Regions from separate parts of the Cricetulus griseus genome. Here region 1 is linked to region 2. A link is a contact called in public Hi-C data. All regions are on one chromosome and are shown on one strand. The core of a region is the stretch at or near the end of the contact, and the rest is flanking DNA. Distances in the headings are between cores, read along the strand shown.

Region 1 (7,387 bases), core at 3,168-5,667, 130 kb before region 2:
CCACTGTGGTAGTTTGAATGTAATTGGCCCACAAATACATAGGGAGTGGTACTATTAGGAGAAAGTGGCCTTGTTGGAGGAAGTGCTTCACTGTAGAGGTCTGCTATGCAGAAGCTATATCCAGTGTGGATACAGACTCCTTCTGCTGCGTTCGGATCAAGAGGTAGGATTCTCAGCTCCTTCTCTAGCACCAAGTCTGCCAGCACACCATGTCCCACCATGATGAAAATGTACTAAACCTTTGAAATTGTAAGCCACCCCGATTAAATGTTTTCCCTTGTAAGAGTTGTAGCAGTTGCCAGGCAGTGGTGGCGCACACATTTAGTCCCAGCACTCAGGAGGCAGAGGCAGGCAGATCTCTGAGAGTTCAAGACCAGCCTGGTCTACAAGAGCTAGTTCCAGGACAGCCTCCAAAGCCAGAGAAACCTTGTTTCGAAAAACCAAGAGTTGTAGCAGTCATGGTGTCTCTTCACGGCAATAGAAACCCTAAGACACTCATGTAACCCAAGGTTTGCTGGGTTGTTTGTTTGTTTGTTTTGAGACAGTGTCACTATGTAACTTGGGCTTGAACTCAAATTCATGATTGTTCAGCTTCAAGTTACATGAGTATTTAGATTACAAGCGTGCACCACCATACCTACTACATTAACATACTATTTTCAAGGTTCTTCCACATATTAGCACAATTTAAAGAAAAAAAAAAGTTTTTAGCACTCGGGAGGCAGAGGCAGGTGGATCTCTGTGAGTACGAGACCAGCCTGGTCTATAAGAGCTAGTTCCAGGACAGCCTCCAAAGCCACAGAGAAACCCTGTCTAGAAAAACCAAAAAAAAAAAAAAAAAAAAAAAAAAAAAAAAAAAAAAAAAAAAAAAAAAAAGTTTTTAAAAGCACAAGAAAATAGCTGGGGCCAGATGGTAGTGGTGCACACCTCTAATCCCAGCACTTGGGAAGCAGAGTCCTCTAAGCCACACTCTCTGTGATTGTCCATCTTCTCTCCACTCGAACACAGAGATGGAGACTGGCCTAGGGGCTTGGAAAATCCAGGCAAGGCTGGAACAGCTCATTTCCTGCATGAGGAAAATGCAGTCAAGCCCAGACCTCCTTTCTACCCCATTCCCCAACTGTCATTAAAGGCACATGCCTTTAATCCCAGCACTTAGAAGGCAGAGGCAAACAGATCTCTGTGAGTTTGAGGCTAGCCTGGTCTACAAGAGCTAGCGCTAGGACAGGCTCTAAAGCTACATAGAGAAACCCTGTCTTAAAAAAAGAAAACAGGGAGTGGACATGACACATGCCTTTAATCCCAGCACTTGGGAGTTCAAGACCAGCCTGGTCTATACAGCAAGTTCCAGGACAACAAAGAAACACCCTGTATGTGTGTGTGGAGGGGGTATAGAATGAAGGGGAATTCAAGGACATTATAACAGTAAAATTTTAGAATTCAACTTAGAAACACACACAAGGTTGCAGATCCAGGACAGTGGTAGAGCATTTGCATGTTATTATAAAACCCTAGGTCTGAATTCTACCTTATATTAAATAAAAGCCAGTCTGGTGATAGTGCATGTCTTTAATACCAGCATAGGCAGGCAAATCTGAGTTTGAGGCCAGTCTGGTATAGAGTGAGTTACAGGACAGCCAGGACTACACAGAGAGAAACAATGTCTTGAAAAAACAGCCAGGAGGTGGTGGTGCATGCCTTTAATCCCAGCACTCCATAGGCAGATCAAGTTTGATCTCTGATTTCGAGGCCAGCCTGGTCCATAGAGCACTTCCAAGACAACCAGGGCTATACAGAGAAACCCTGTCCTGATCAACTTTTTTTTTAATGTGCATTGGTGTTCTTGTCTGCGTAAGGGTATCGGGTACCCTGGAACCGGAGTTACAGACAGTTGTGCGCTGCCATGTGGTTGTTAAGAAAGAACCCAGGTCCTCTGGAAGAAAAGCCAATGCTCTGAACCACTGAGCCATCTCTCCAGCCCCAAAACCCTGTCTTGAAAAACAAACAAAAAGATAATGTGCCAAAGAATTTAGAAGTGATGTGCCTACAACCTGAAGTAATTCCACAAAATAAACACAGAGACAGAATATACAACAAAGCGGTTAACTGGTGAAACTAAAGATAATCACTTCATTTAGCTTTTCTACCGAAAGGGATTTTTGGTAAGATCCTGACTCAAAAATCAAGCTGGGCCGGGTGGTGGTGGCGCATGCCTTTAATCCCAGTACTTGGGAGGCAGAGGCAGAGGCAGAGGCAGGCGGATCTCTGTGAGTTTGAGTCCAGCCTGGTCTACAAGAGCTAGTTCCAGGACAGCCTCCAAAGTCACAGAGAAACCCTGCCTTGAAATCCCCCCCAAAAAGAAAAATAGGTTCTATTCTACACTATACTTAATAGAAGATTCAGCAAAACTGTCCCCAAATATAAGATAAAGTCTGTTAAAATAGATCCTGTGCCACGAAGAAAAAGAGGGAAGACAGCACTCCTTCAGGAAAGTTGCAACCCTTACTTAAAAGAAGTAAAAGGTGTAGGTAAATGATAAGGCCTGTCCCTGAGACTCTAAATTCAATTCCTAGCACAAAGAAAGAAGGAAGGGAGGGAGGGAGGGAGGGAGACAGGCAGGTCAACTTGAGCTTGTGGTGCACACGTGTATCACAGAACTTATAAAGCTGAATGAGGCACATTCACAAGTCTGAGACCAGCCTGGGTTACAGAGACTCTATTTCAAAAGCCATAAGGGAGGAAGAGAGCCCTGGGTCAATCCCCAACACCACAGGAGAAAGGGGAGAAATTCCGAATTTACAGCTTCAAGCAAAACCTTAACACTATGACACATAATCACATAACTATTACTGTCCTGTGTACTTTATGAAAACAACAGTAGTTATAAACCAACTCCAATCACTTCAATTTAACATGGAGCTCGTTTTATTACATTTTATTAAATTTAATAACTGAACAAGACAATGTAAATAAAATGTTATGCTCAAGAAATGTGTAAAATTTCCTCATATTACCTTAACACCCAAAAATATACCCCTACTCGAAAACTGTTAATGAAAAACTGCTATATACAAACACAAATCTTGACATCTGGAAGAAATATACTGTATCAACTCCTAAAGTCAAAACAGGTTTATAAAAGCCTTAAAGGTAAATGCCAGGAAACACGGGCGGAGGGGGTGGGGGGAAGCCTTCAAGTGATGCTACCAATGAACCTCTCCAACTACAGCATTAACAAAGGGCTTGCAACAGGATGATAGTGCTACAATAAATTAATAATTAAAACACGCAGAATAGTTAAAAGGCTTCACAGGAAAGAGATACAAGAAACTGGCAGACGGGGGCGTTAATAGTGCACTGGGGGGGGGAGGCAGAGGCAGGCAAATCTCCGAGTTTGAGGCCACCCTGGTCTACAGAGCCAGTTCCAGGAAGAAGAGAAAGAGAGCCAGGAGTGGGGGAGACAGACAGAGGGGGGCAACAGGAGGCAGACAAAAACGAGTGGTAGTCATTTATTCAAAACTCTAAGAGTTAATTCCTCAACAAATGGAAAAAACAAAGAGCTATCACTGCAGTAAGAGCAAACAGACCGACACCTTCTAGAAACAGGACAGAGCATGGCAAACGGCCCGCCCACCAGAAAACAACTAAGAGCCCTGGGTACGAGCTCCCAAGAAGCCTGGCAGGCAACCTTAGGTCGGCACCCACACACCTCTCTGCCCCTCGGCTCACCACTGCATGGTAGGAGTAGGAGGGGCTCCCGGAAAGCTCCTCCCCCTAGCCCTGTCCAAGAGCAGGGCGGGTGCAAGTGGGAGGTGGCACGAAGCCGGAGGAGGGGAAAGCCCGCCCAGGTGACTGAAGCCGGAGGCGGGGACACAGTCCGGGAAGGGGTCCACCGTGCGGCAGGGGAGAGGGAGCCCCTCGGCTCGTCAGAGACTCGGAGCGGACCAGAGAAAATGAAAGAGCACCTCCTTCAGGTAGAGGCGGGCACATCCCTGCCCCCCACTCCGGGCGGAAGAGTTACTCTAAGGAAGCTTCTTTGGAAGACTGGAGGAAGAGCCTGAGGCCCCGCCCCCGGGCCAGGGATCAGGAGGAGGAAAGTCCTGTCAGGCCCCAGGCCCAGCCTCCCGGGTGGTCCCGCCCGCCCCCTCGCCGCCGCCGGCAGCCGAAGCAGGTGCCGCCCCTCCCCCAGCGAGGCGCCCACTCTCCCGCCCAGCCGGCCGCGCGCTCGCTCTCCTCGCGCTCCCCACAGAGAGTCGGCTCCTTCCTGTCCCCGCTTACCTTCGCGGGCGGCTCCGCCGCTTCTCCCCGCACCCCTCCAGCGGCCACAGTTCACACACACCGCCTCTGGTCCCGCACTCACTCTCCCTCACTCACACACACAGCGCGACCACGGCTCCTGAGCGGCCCACATATTATGCGTCACTCGCATGTTACGTGCAGTGCGCGCGCGCGCGCGCTTGGCGCGAGGCTCGCGAGCTGGGAGGCGGGGGGAGAACGTCGGCGCGAGCGGAGGAACATCATAGGGCTCCTGGGAAATGAAGTTCCGCTTTTAAGGGCGGGAAGGGCGGGGGGATAGAAAGACCAGAAAGCACCTCCCCAGCGCATTGGCTTCTGGGATCCGTAGTTTTCTGTATTATACGTAAATTGCTGTGTATTTATTGGCTGTTTCCAAAAGCGGAAGCGAAAAGTGAAGGAAGGAATCGATCTTTCTAAAGCCCGGCAGACTACCGCTGCCTGATAACTTTGCCAATACGTAATTCTACCCTGTGTAATCGGTAAGGCTCAGTAGTACTGGTATTGACACATAAGCCTTATAATATGCCAAAAATGAATCTCGCACAAATGTATCAAAAGTTGCAGTACTCATTAATAAGAAACTCACTGGTTTTCCTTTGTCTTTCTGTTCAAAACATACTCGGCAAGAATCAAAACAGCATTCGTTGCTACGTATTTTATGTGAGGAAGAAAAATTAAAAAAAAAAAAAAGTCTTCAGCCAAGACTTGACTAACCACAGAGGTCATCTAATTCAATTTCTTAATTTTAAAGTTGAGGAAAGTGAAACCCAGAGTAAATGACTCGCCTAATATCACCAACCAAAGTGAAGAAGCATCAGGGGATCTGACTTTGACCCACAGATCCTATGTGAGGGCATGAAAGATAAACTCCACAATTGAGCAGAATCTTGACAAGACCTACCCAGACGTCAGGCCTGATGCAACTCATTATTGCTCTTGGAATTCTGAGTGTGTTCTGTGCGTTTCCATAGAGTTCTCGCAGTCAATACTTTCACATGGAGATTGTAAGACACTGTGGACCTATTGTTGTGAACAGATTCTATGGCTGTTAAGCCAGTATCAGCCAGGCAGTAGTGGCATTTGTGAGTTCAGGGCCAGCCTGGGCTACAGAGCAAGTTCCAGGACAGCCAGAGCCAGGGCTACACAGAGAAACCCTGTCTTGGGGGGAGGGAGGGAGGGAGGGAGGAAAGAGAAGAAGCCAGTATCCCAGATTTCAAACTCAAGTCCACCACCACCCTATCCCACCCACCTGAGTTCTCCCCCTTACTTGTGTAGCTTAGAGTAACAAGCAGCTAAAAGTAAAAATTCTAGAGGGTGATGGCAGTGCCACAGGCATGTAGCATGTCTTCAGTCACTCCTCTTGCCACAGAACAGCTTTCCCCTGTGCTTCTGAAATCTCTGGTCTCTTGCTGTGATGACCATTATCATTCAATTTGTCTTTACAGCAGGCCTGGCTTGCATCAAGACCAGGGCAGGTAATGCCAGCCAACTTTATGGAGGAGAAATCTGAAGGAGTAAGGTTGAATCAAGATACTGAGTTTTGTTGGACATGATGTCACATGCCTTTAATCCCAGTACTCATGAGGTTAAGGCAAATGAATCCCTGAGTTAGATATCATCCTGACCTGCACATCGAGTTCTAGGATAGCCAGAGCTACATAATAGAGAGACCCTGTCTTGAATGACAAGACAAGTGAACAAAAGATACAGATTTGGGGGCTGGAGAATGGCTCCACAATTAAGAGCACTTCTCTTCCAGAGGACCAGGATTTGATTCCCAGTATCCACATGGCAGCTCACAGATCCAGGGGATCAGATGCCCTCTTTTGGCCTCTGGATATCATGCGTGCTTGTGGTGCACCAACACACAGACAAAACACTTATACACATAAATCTTTAAATTTCTTTTTTTTTCTTTGTATTTTTTTTTCAAGACAGGGTCTCACTATGTAGCTGTAGCTGAACTGGACCTCCCTATGTAGACCAGCTCTGACTTCAAAATCAGAGATCCACTTGCTTCTGCCTTCTAAGTGCTGGGATTAAAGGCTTGTGCCACTGTGCCTAGCTAAATTCTTATTTAAAAAAAAAAAAGACAGTCTGGGAGTGGTGGCACACGCCTTTAATCCCAGCACTCGGGAGGTAGAAGCAGGCAGACCTTTGTGCCAGCTGATCTACGACGTGAGTTCCAGGACAGCCAGAGCTGCTAACACCGAGAAACCCTGTCTCAAAAAACAAACAAACAAAGACATGGAGTTCACAATACCTACAATACTACTTGAGGCAGCTTTCCTGCCCTACCTCCCTGGGCTTTGAACCCAAAATGTACAGGGATGGATCCCCTAGGTATCCTCCCCTAATACCTTGGATACCTTTGGTCACCTCTAAGAGCCCTTGTGAGAACCCAAAAGTAAACTTTCAAAGTCACTGCCTTATTCTGTCACCAGATGGCACTATTCCACTTTAGGAACCCAGTGTAGGGAGCACTGGGTTGGTGGTGGTCCTAAGGGGCATCTAGGGGAGAACTGGGGGAAGCTAGAGTCTGGGACACTGGAGAAGTACAGCAGTACAGGGTCTGCCTAGGAGCAACTCCCTCAAGATTGTCCACCCTAAACTAGTGATTGTGGTGATAGCTTGCTTGTACAGATAAAGGCTGTCTGAAGGTCAGAGAATGGAGTTTGCCACTAGCTAACCAGAGAGGTCTTGGAGGTCTGTATAGACAGGAAGTGAGGTACTGCATGCCTATAATCCCAGTACTTTGAGTTGAGAGATAGGGATCAGAAGTTCAAGATCATCCTCAGCTACCTAACATGTTTGAGGCAAACCTAAGACACATGAGACCTTGTCTCCCAAGAAAATACCAAAATCTCTACCCTGTAACTACCGCAGCCCTCCTTCCCCTACTGCAAACACCAGGTAAACACACAGTCACATGCCTGCAAGCACTCCAGACTCCCATCCTGGGAGGAGCAATGAGGTGGCACCCAGGCTTCCCTAGCTACATATCCCTAGGTGAGCATTGGCATAGTTCAGAGAAAGGGTGTTACCTATATTGCCATTTGCAAAAGCATGTGCATCTGTGTATTGGGCGCCA
Region 2 (7,233 bases), core at 503-3,002:
TGGCTGAGTTAGAGGAGCTCTGACAGGTTTTGGAATAGGAAGTGGGGAGTAAAGGAACAGTTCCATCTAACCCCATCAGCTTAATTACTTTAAGAAAAGCAACCCTGAGGAGATATTCTTGGGCAATTTGCACAGAACTAAAGAGCCTCAGTTGGTGATTCCTGGGAAAGAGGAAAGGCAAGTCTGGGCTTACAGTAAGGGAATATGAGCTATTGGGAGAGGACTGGGAGAAGGTGAGCAGAGCAGATCTCAGACCTGTCAGGAGTGTAGAAAGGATCTTGCAAAGGAGTCTGTTGCCCCCTAGTGGCCACCTGATAGTTGGCATTATTGGAAACACTGGGAGGCTGATTCCCAGCTGCAGGCCAACTCTCCTGCAATGCTGAAACTCCTAAGGCACACCTGGGAGCTCCCAACCAGGCTCAAGGGAGTGAGCAGAGAGAACAAGATTTGGAAAGGGTGTCTCCCGACAGTGATTTCCTGACAGTCCAATCAGCTTCTGAGAAACAATTAATCACGTGCCCTGAAGACAAAGGCTGTCTGTCTGTCCCTGAGCCTAGGCCATGCACCCTTCTTGTGTCTCAAGGACCGTATCTAGGGTATAGTCCATCTGCCCGAAGCAGCCAATCACTACCATGTTTGATGTTTACATCTACAATGACCTTGCTTGCTGGCCCTACCCTGGAGACTTTTCAATAGCCAGCTGCGTATTCTGTCAGACTGTCCAGCACTGGGACGGACTTCATGGATGAGGTCAAGAGTACTTGTTGCCTCATGGCTGCTGACTTTTTCCGAAGTCATCCTTCTGATACACTCTTTGGGGTGATCATCTCTCCAAATAACAGCCTTGTCAGAAGCATCAGGGTAGTCCTTGGACCAGCCTGTCTTGCAGCAAAATTTATGAACAGCCAAGTTTACAAGCATAGTTACCTCCCTCACCTCCACCATAAATCTGGGCGTCTTAGTGGGAGCCCTTCGCACAGCTCTCTGAGGTTTACAAGCCAGCAGATACTAACTCAAGATTGAACCTGTCTGGAAGGAGCTTGCGCTTAGCTTAGGAGAAGCCACATCCAGGGCACTGAAGTAGAAGCTTGGGAGAAAGGCTTTCTCTTCCCTGGAGTGAACGTCTGGAGTCTTTGGTTTGGTTCACTCATTGTTTCCAGCTCCTGGAACTGTCCTGATAGGAAGTGGCACTTAATAAATTTTGGATGGCGGAATGGTCACTCATCGAAGAGCTGATGGGTAGGTGAGTGGAGACACCGACATGTGCACTCTCCAGAGGTTATCCAAAGCTTGTTTAGACCAGGCTGGGATTCAGCTTCCTTAGCTGTAAAACCTGAGCAAGCGGCCCGACCCGGCTGGGTCCACAGACCTTTCATGAGGCCTCAGTGAGAGAAGTTGTCAAGTGTTAGAGTGGTACAATTGCTAGAAGGCCGACATTGCTGAGGCTGATTCTCCCTAAAACGCACAAACACTATCCAGTCCCGTCCTGACTTCTGGGCTTCTAGGGCAGGCAAACAGGTTGACTTGGCCGGTGCTTGGAGCTAGCGGTCGCCGCTGCGTTTTCCCATCCCACCCGGTCGGCCCGGGTACCTTGGGCTACTACTGATTGTTGCTAGATCACCTTCCGGAGTTCCGGTATGTTGGAGGTGAGAATGCGCGTCGTGGGCGCTGTCCCAGCCAGGTGGGGGGGGGGGGAGGGGCGTGCACGTTACCAGGGAGACGGGGCGGGGCGGGCCTCCAAGCCTGGGGCGCACGCGCCCACAGCCACGGCCACGTCCCGCGGCGAGTGGGGCGGAGCGAGCGTGAGGGGCAAGCGCGCGGAAGCTCCGCGACTGAGCCCTCGCCTCCTCCGGCGCCGGTCCGCGTCCGCGGGGCCGCTGCTGAGGTGAGGGCGGGGCCGGAGGCGAGGCCTTCGTTCCCGTCGGGGTGTGGGCCGGGGTTCTCCTCATCCCCCTCCCGCCTGGGTCCCGCGGCCCGAGCCGCCCTCTGCCCCGGCTCTGGCCCACAGCCGGCCCGGCCTGGTTCTCGGGGCCCCAAAGCGACGGTGAGGCGGTCCTGACCTCTCGGTGCGGCCCGCTGCCTCGGCCTTGGGTGCGGGCACGCCCCGGGTCAGCGGGACTAGGGGGACGGGACGGGGCGGGGCGGGGCTCACCGTTCAGCTCCGGCTTCCCGGGGCCGCGCGCCTCGTCGCGACGACAAACTTTAGCGTCTCAGAAGTTGCAGAGGTGTGCGCGAGGCCGTGCGGCGAGCCGTGCGGGGACTGGAAGCCGAGGGCGCAAAGCGGCGCCCTCCCTGGCTCCTAGCGCCCAAGTTCGCTGGCGCAGGTCCCTTTAAGGGCCGGGCCCTCCGCAGAGCGCACGTGAGCGGCCTCAGGAAGCCTGCGTCTAGCCGCAGCTCCGACGCTTTCGGGCCAAGGAAGGCATCTGCCCTGGACCTCTGACGTTAGTGGAAACTGAGGCCCAAGAGAGGGCACACACTGCCCAAGGTCAGCAGCAGGGACTCCGTTGACGCCAAGTGTGGTAGATGGGCCCAGTGAAGAGCCCAGACATGACGTTGTGAGGCTGGGTTTGGCCTGATTTCCCCTCCGGGTCTGAGGGTGGGGTCGGCTCGCTCGTAGACAGTCCTGTCCAGTGGGCTTTCACCGGAAAAGGGATTGCTCAGGGCCTGGTGTCCCGCTTTGCTCACTGCCTGTGTCTAGGGCTGTTGACTGTTCCTTTCTGTTTCCTACCCTCCAGCGCCGGGAGTCCTGGAGCCCTGCTGTACTGGATGCTATGAGTTGCTAAAAGTGAGCCTGGCTTTTTAGGTGAGCCCCTCAACACCTTGTCCTTGTCTTTCCCTACTGGCTGTGGGGAAATCTGCCTTGCTTCTCCATCCTAGGCTGACCAAAGCTATGGGAGTGGGCAGAAACATACCCCCTCTTTACCGAGCAGTTTGAGAAGTGGAAGGAAGAGCAGGGTTGGGCGCTAAGTTCCCTTAAAACAGAAGTGTGTGGCAGTGCTTGTCACTCCCAAGGCAGGTTGTGGCCTAGATGCTGAGAGCTTCTAGCCGTGAGTTCAGCAAGGTCCAACATGGATGGAACGCGTTTCTGGAAGCCAGAGGAGAGAAACAATGGCAGTGGACTGGAGTCTGACCATTAGGGCTCCTGTTGCCTGTGTTTGGGTCCAGGTGGCTCTGTGCAGCACCTGTGTGACCTTGGACATGCGTCGTGACCTCCAGCCACTTCTTCCCTGGTGTGTACCTACTTTACTGGCTTCTTTTGAGGATTGGTGAAGCAGCTGGGGCTCAACATTCAGACAGTGCCTAGGATAAAGTAAGTACGGGGTGGAAGCGCTGTTATCGTCATTATCAAAAAAGAAGAATGAAGCTAACTGGAGGCAGGGTTGAGCAGCACAGAATGCAAACAGAAGATAATGGCTCTTACAGGCAGGAGTACAGGATGCACGAGGAGACCAGTGGGAGGCACCTCAGTGTCCTGACACCAGAGTTCAGAAATATTCTTGGCCTCTTTGTAAGGCCGGTTCTGCCTGCTCATTGACTCCAGAAACAGATTTTTAGCATATGTTAGTTACACTCACAACGTTCAGGGAACAAACCATGGAGCTAAATTTTCTATAGGGATAAAGCATCATTTTTTTCAGCTCTGAAATCATTTACTTTTTAAATAGGAATTTTTTTTAAATTTAATTTCTTAAGTGTGTGGATGTTTTGCCTGCATATATGTATCTGTGTATCACTTGGATGCCTGATGCCTGTGGAGACTAAATGAGGGTGTTGGATCCTCTGGGACTGGAGTTACAGACAGTTGTTAGCCTTCCTGTGTGTGCTAGGAATTGAACCTGAGTCCTCTGGAAAAGCAGCCAGTGTTGTTAACTGCTGAGCCATCATCTCTCCAGCCCTTTAAAACACCATGTGGATGGTGTGCAGGATAACTGAAGGGAGTTGGTTCTCTACTTTCATCATGTGGGTTCTGGGGATTGAACTCAGGTTGTCAGGCTTAGCAGCAAGTGTCTTTACCCACTGAGCCCTCTCACTGACCATTAAATAATAAGAATTTCAAATAACTAGAGTGGAACTGTTTCCCTAGTAAAGTTCATGTTTCTCTTTTTTTTTTTTTTTTTAACTGTTGTTCTATGTGCTGTGATCCCTGGGCTACTCAAATGAAGCCAACTGTAAGAGTCTGCCTAGAACATTCAACACAGTCTTCTGTGTTGATGCTGGGTTTATTCCTGTAGACCTATCTATTAGGAATAACTCCTACTTTTTCCCCTTTTGTGTTTCCACTTCTAACAGCCTTTTTTTTTTTTCTTATTTATTTGTTTCTAATCTTTGCGGGCTGGCAAAAGTGGAATAAAGCTGTTTAGCATTTGGTGGTTCATGTCTTGGAAACATTGGACTTTGTTCTGGCCTCTCAGGCTGTTTTGATCTTGTCTCCTCTAGTTCTAGAGTTCTAGTTCTGCCTGAAATTCAGCTCCTCAGAGACCAGATGGGCCCACTATCAAACACAAAAGTGTCTCCCATGAAATTTTCTTCTTGTGTCCCATTTTCTCCATGGGTTTGGTTCCTCATGGTATACTGTTTGTTAATGAGTTTTTGAACCCCATACCTGGCAGGTGTGTGTCCCATGTGTCCCATGCCCCTCCCCTTCAATAGTGAATGATTCTTGAGGATACTGGGGTGGCAGTGTGGCTCAACTGCAGGAAGGAAGAGGCAGAGCAGGGAGAGGGATAGCTCCTGGTGGTATCTAGCCGAGTATGGGGGAAATCTCTCTGGTCAGGGCCTGGTGGATGACTCAGTTTCCTCAGGTATGAGCAGGGCTCCTAGTGCCAGGGAGAGCTGTTTCAGTAGCGTCAATAGCTATGATTAGGAAATAAAGAGGCTTGTGGCTTCAGTCATCTGTAGCTCCCTTCTAGGTCACTGTGTGTAAATACCTGTGGTCCCTCCCCCTCCTGGGTCAGAGCACTAAGGCATGGCTGAGATTGGGCCAGAACCAGCAGGCAGGCAGGGTTAGAGCAGGCTACCAGCCTCCTCTCCCTTCTGTCTCCTTTACAGCTACCTTGGGGTGCTGAGAGGGAGTCCCAGAACCATGCCGGATCTCCTACTACTGGGCCTGATTGGGGGCCTGACTCTGCTGTTGCTGCTGACGCTGCTGGCCTTTGCTGGGTATTCAGGACTGCTGACTGGGGTAACAGTGAGTGCTGGATCACCCCCAATCCGTAACATCACTGTGGCCTACAAGTTCCATGTGGGGTCCTATGGTGACACTGGACAGCTTTTCACGGAGAGCTGCAGCATCTCTCCCAAGCTTCGTTCCATCGCTGTCTACTATGACAACCCCCATACGGTAAGGAGCCTCAATGGGCTTCTACCTCTTGGATGAACTTGGGCCAGGTCATGGTGGGGTAGGAGAATTTGGGTTTCTGAGTAAAGGACAAGGAAATCTGAGCTGGTCCTGCAGTTACCTTCTCTCTCTAAGCTTAAAGCCCTTCCAGTTTCATCCTGGACCATTGTTGCATCCTGAAGCTTTGTATTTGCCCACATCTGTGTCCCTTTGCCCATGTCTGCCCAAGGATTTCTGAGTGTAGTAGACCCTAACTTCTACTGGACCTTGATTCTCTGTCTCTTGTTGTTCTTCCTTTTCTATCTCCATTTGAGGCCAGTACTCTTAGGCCATCTGCCCATTCTCTAGGGTTAAATCTTGTTTGTCTGCTTTCCATCCCTCAGCTCTCATGCCAGGTCTGTGGGCTCTTGAGGACCAAGAGGGCAGCTTCTGGGCATGGGGCTTGGAATCTTACCTTTCTAGTCACAGTGGTGCTTTACCACCCAGTGATAAGACTTTTCTGTAGACTTCAAGCCACCTATTGGGAGAGGGCCAAGTGGAGCCAAATGCCCAAGATGCTGGGGTCAAAGACTAATCCAGCATCACTGGTACCCTGTAGGCGTCCGGCTGTACTAAAGCCTACAGTGAGTCAGGGCTTGCCAATGTCATTTCCTGCTGTGCTATGGGGTGGTGCTGCCCACAGCTAGATGGGCTGGCAGCTCTGCCAGGGACTCTAGCCTCCATTAGAACCATACTAAACCAAGCCCTGGGCAGTTTTTGTTTGGACTCTTCAGCCTGGATTCCCTTGCCTGGAAAGCTCAAGTGAATAAGCCCTATACACTGCCTAAAGACAAGGCCTCATTGGGACACTTGGTGAAACAAGAGTGTGCTGATTTCCTCTCTGCCAGGTCCTGCTCTTCACCTGCACTCTGGACATGAATTAGATTGGCATTGCCCTCAGTAAACTGTAGTTAGCCTCACATAAATGATTTGCAACAAGACACGGGACTCAGTGTCCTTAGAAGTTTGAATTGGAGGATTTAGAAAAGTACCTCAAGCATGTGGGGAAGATTCAGAGAAGAGACAGAAGGTCCTTCTCACATGAGTAGAATTTGCCTCTGCTGTGCAGGGCTACTTGACTTAGGAAACTATAAGAACCATAAGAACAAAGGCTTGGTGTCGGGGGATGAATAGGAAGTGCAGCCTCTTGGATATGTGGTTGGTAGAGAAAGGGCATGAGAAGGTTCTTTGGGCTAATGGAGGTTGTGAAGATGGGTGTGACATCATTTATCACCTTTGTTTTAGGAAGCTGACTGGGGAACAAGTGGGGGAGAGAAGAAGATGAGGCATAGAAGCCATTGAAAGGGTTGGGCTGGGTCAGGTGAGAGGTGGCACAGGCTAGTTGAGGGATGAGTAAACATTGTCTGAGGTTTTGCAGTCACATGACTGGAGACGGCAGTATCTGAAGTCAAAAGCACTGAGGCCTCCAAGTACAGCAGAAGTGCATAACCGTCTTAGGTTGAAGGTACTCATTCCAGGATCAGAACTGGTCAAGGTAACAGGGGTCATCACTTAGAGGCACAGCCAGGGAAAAATAGACAGAAGAGCTCTAGTAAAAATGTACTTTTCTACTGGCATGGCTGCTTCTTCCAATCAACCGCCTTGTGGCCCTGTTCAGGAATAGTATGCGCCCTGGGACTCCAGTGTTGGTTGAGCATAGTCTGCCTTGGATGCTGGTGCAGGGAGTCGTGTCCTGAGAGTACAACCTGAGAGCTGGCATTCTGGGTTCTGATTGTATCTTATTACTTTTTATGATGTGTGATCTTAGGTATATCACAACTTTTCTGAACTCATGTTTTCTCCTCTGTAACATCCTGATAAAATACTTGCTTCCTAGATAGGCTGACAAGGATTCA

What was found. A called contact is a pair of places that touch in the nucleus more often than the background predicts.
Region 1: a Hi-C map of the CHO-K1 cell line shows a contact between it and region 2, with 6 times the contacts expected there. The contact joins the promoter of Dcaf1 here to the promoter of Tex264 in region 2. A contact is called at or near these places in 6 of 8 Hi-C or Micro-C datasets (the CHK-Q cell line, the CHL-YN cell line, the CHO-K1 cell line and 2 more).

The regions. Positions count from the first base shown.
Region 1 is chr4:215,036,912-215,044,298 of CriGri-PICRH-1.0, reverse strand. Dcaf1 (DDB1- and CUL4-associated factor 1) reads right to left here and starts at 4,417. Exons shown (of 24, transcript XM_027414430.2): 1 at 4,279-4,417.
Region 2 is chr4:214,904,813-214,912,045 of CriGri-PICRH-1.0, reverse strand. It overlaps Tex264 (testis-expressed protein 264), which reads left to right and starts at 1,752. Exons shown (of 6, transcript XM_027414424.2): 1 at 1,752-1,885; 2 at 2,736-2,803; 3 at 5,050-5,341. The coding sequence starts at 5,084.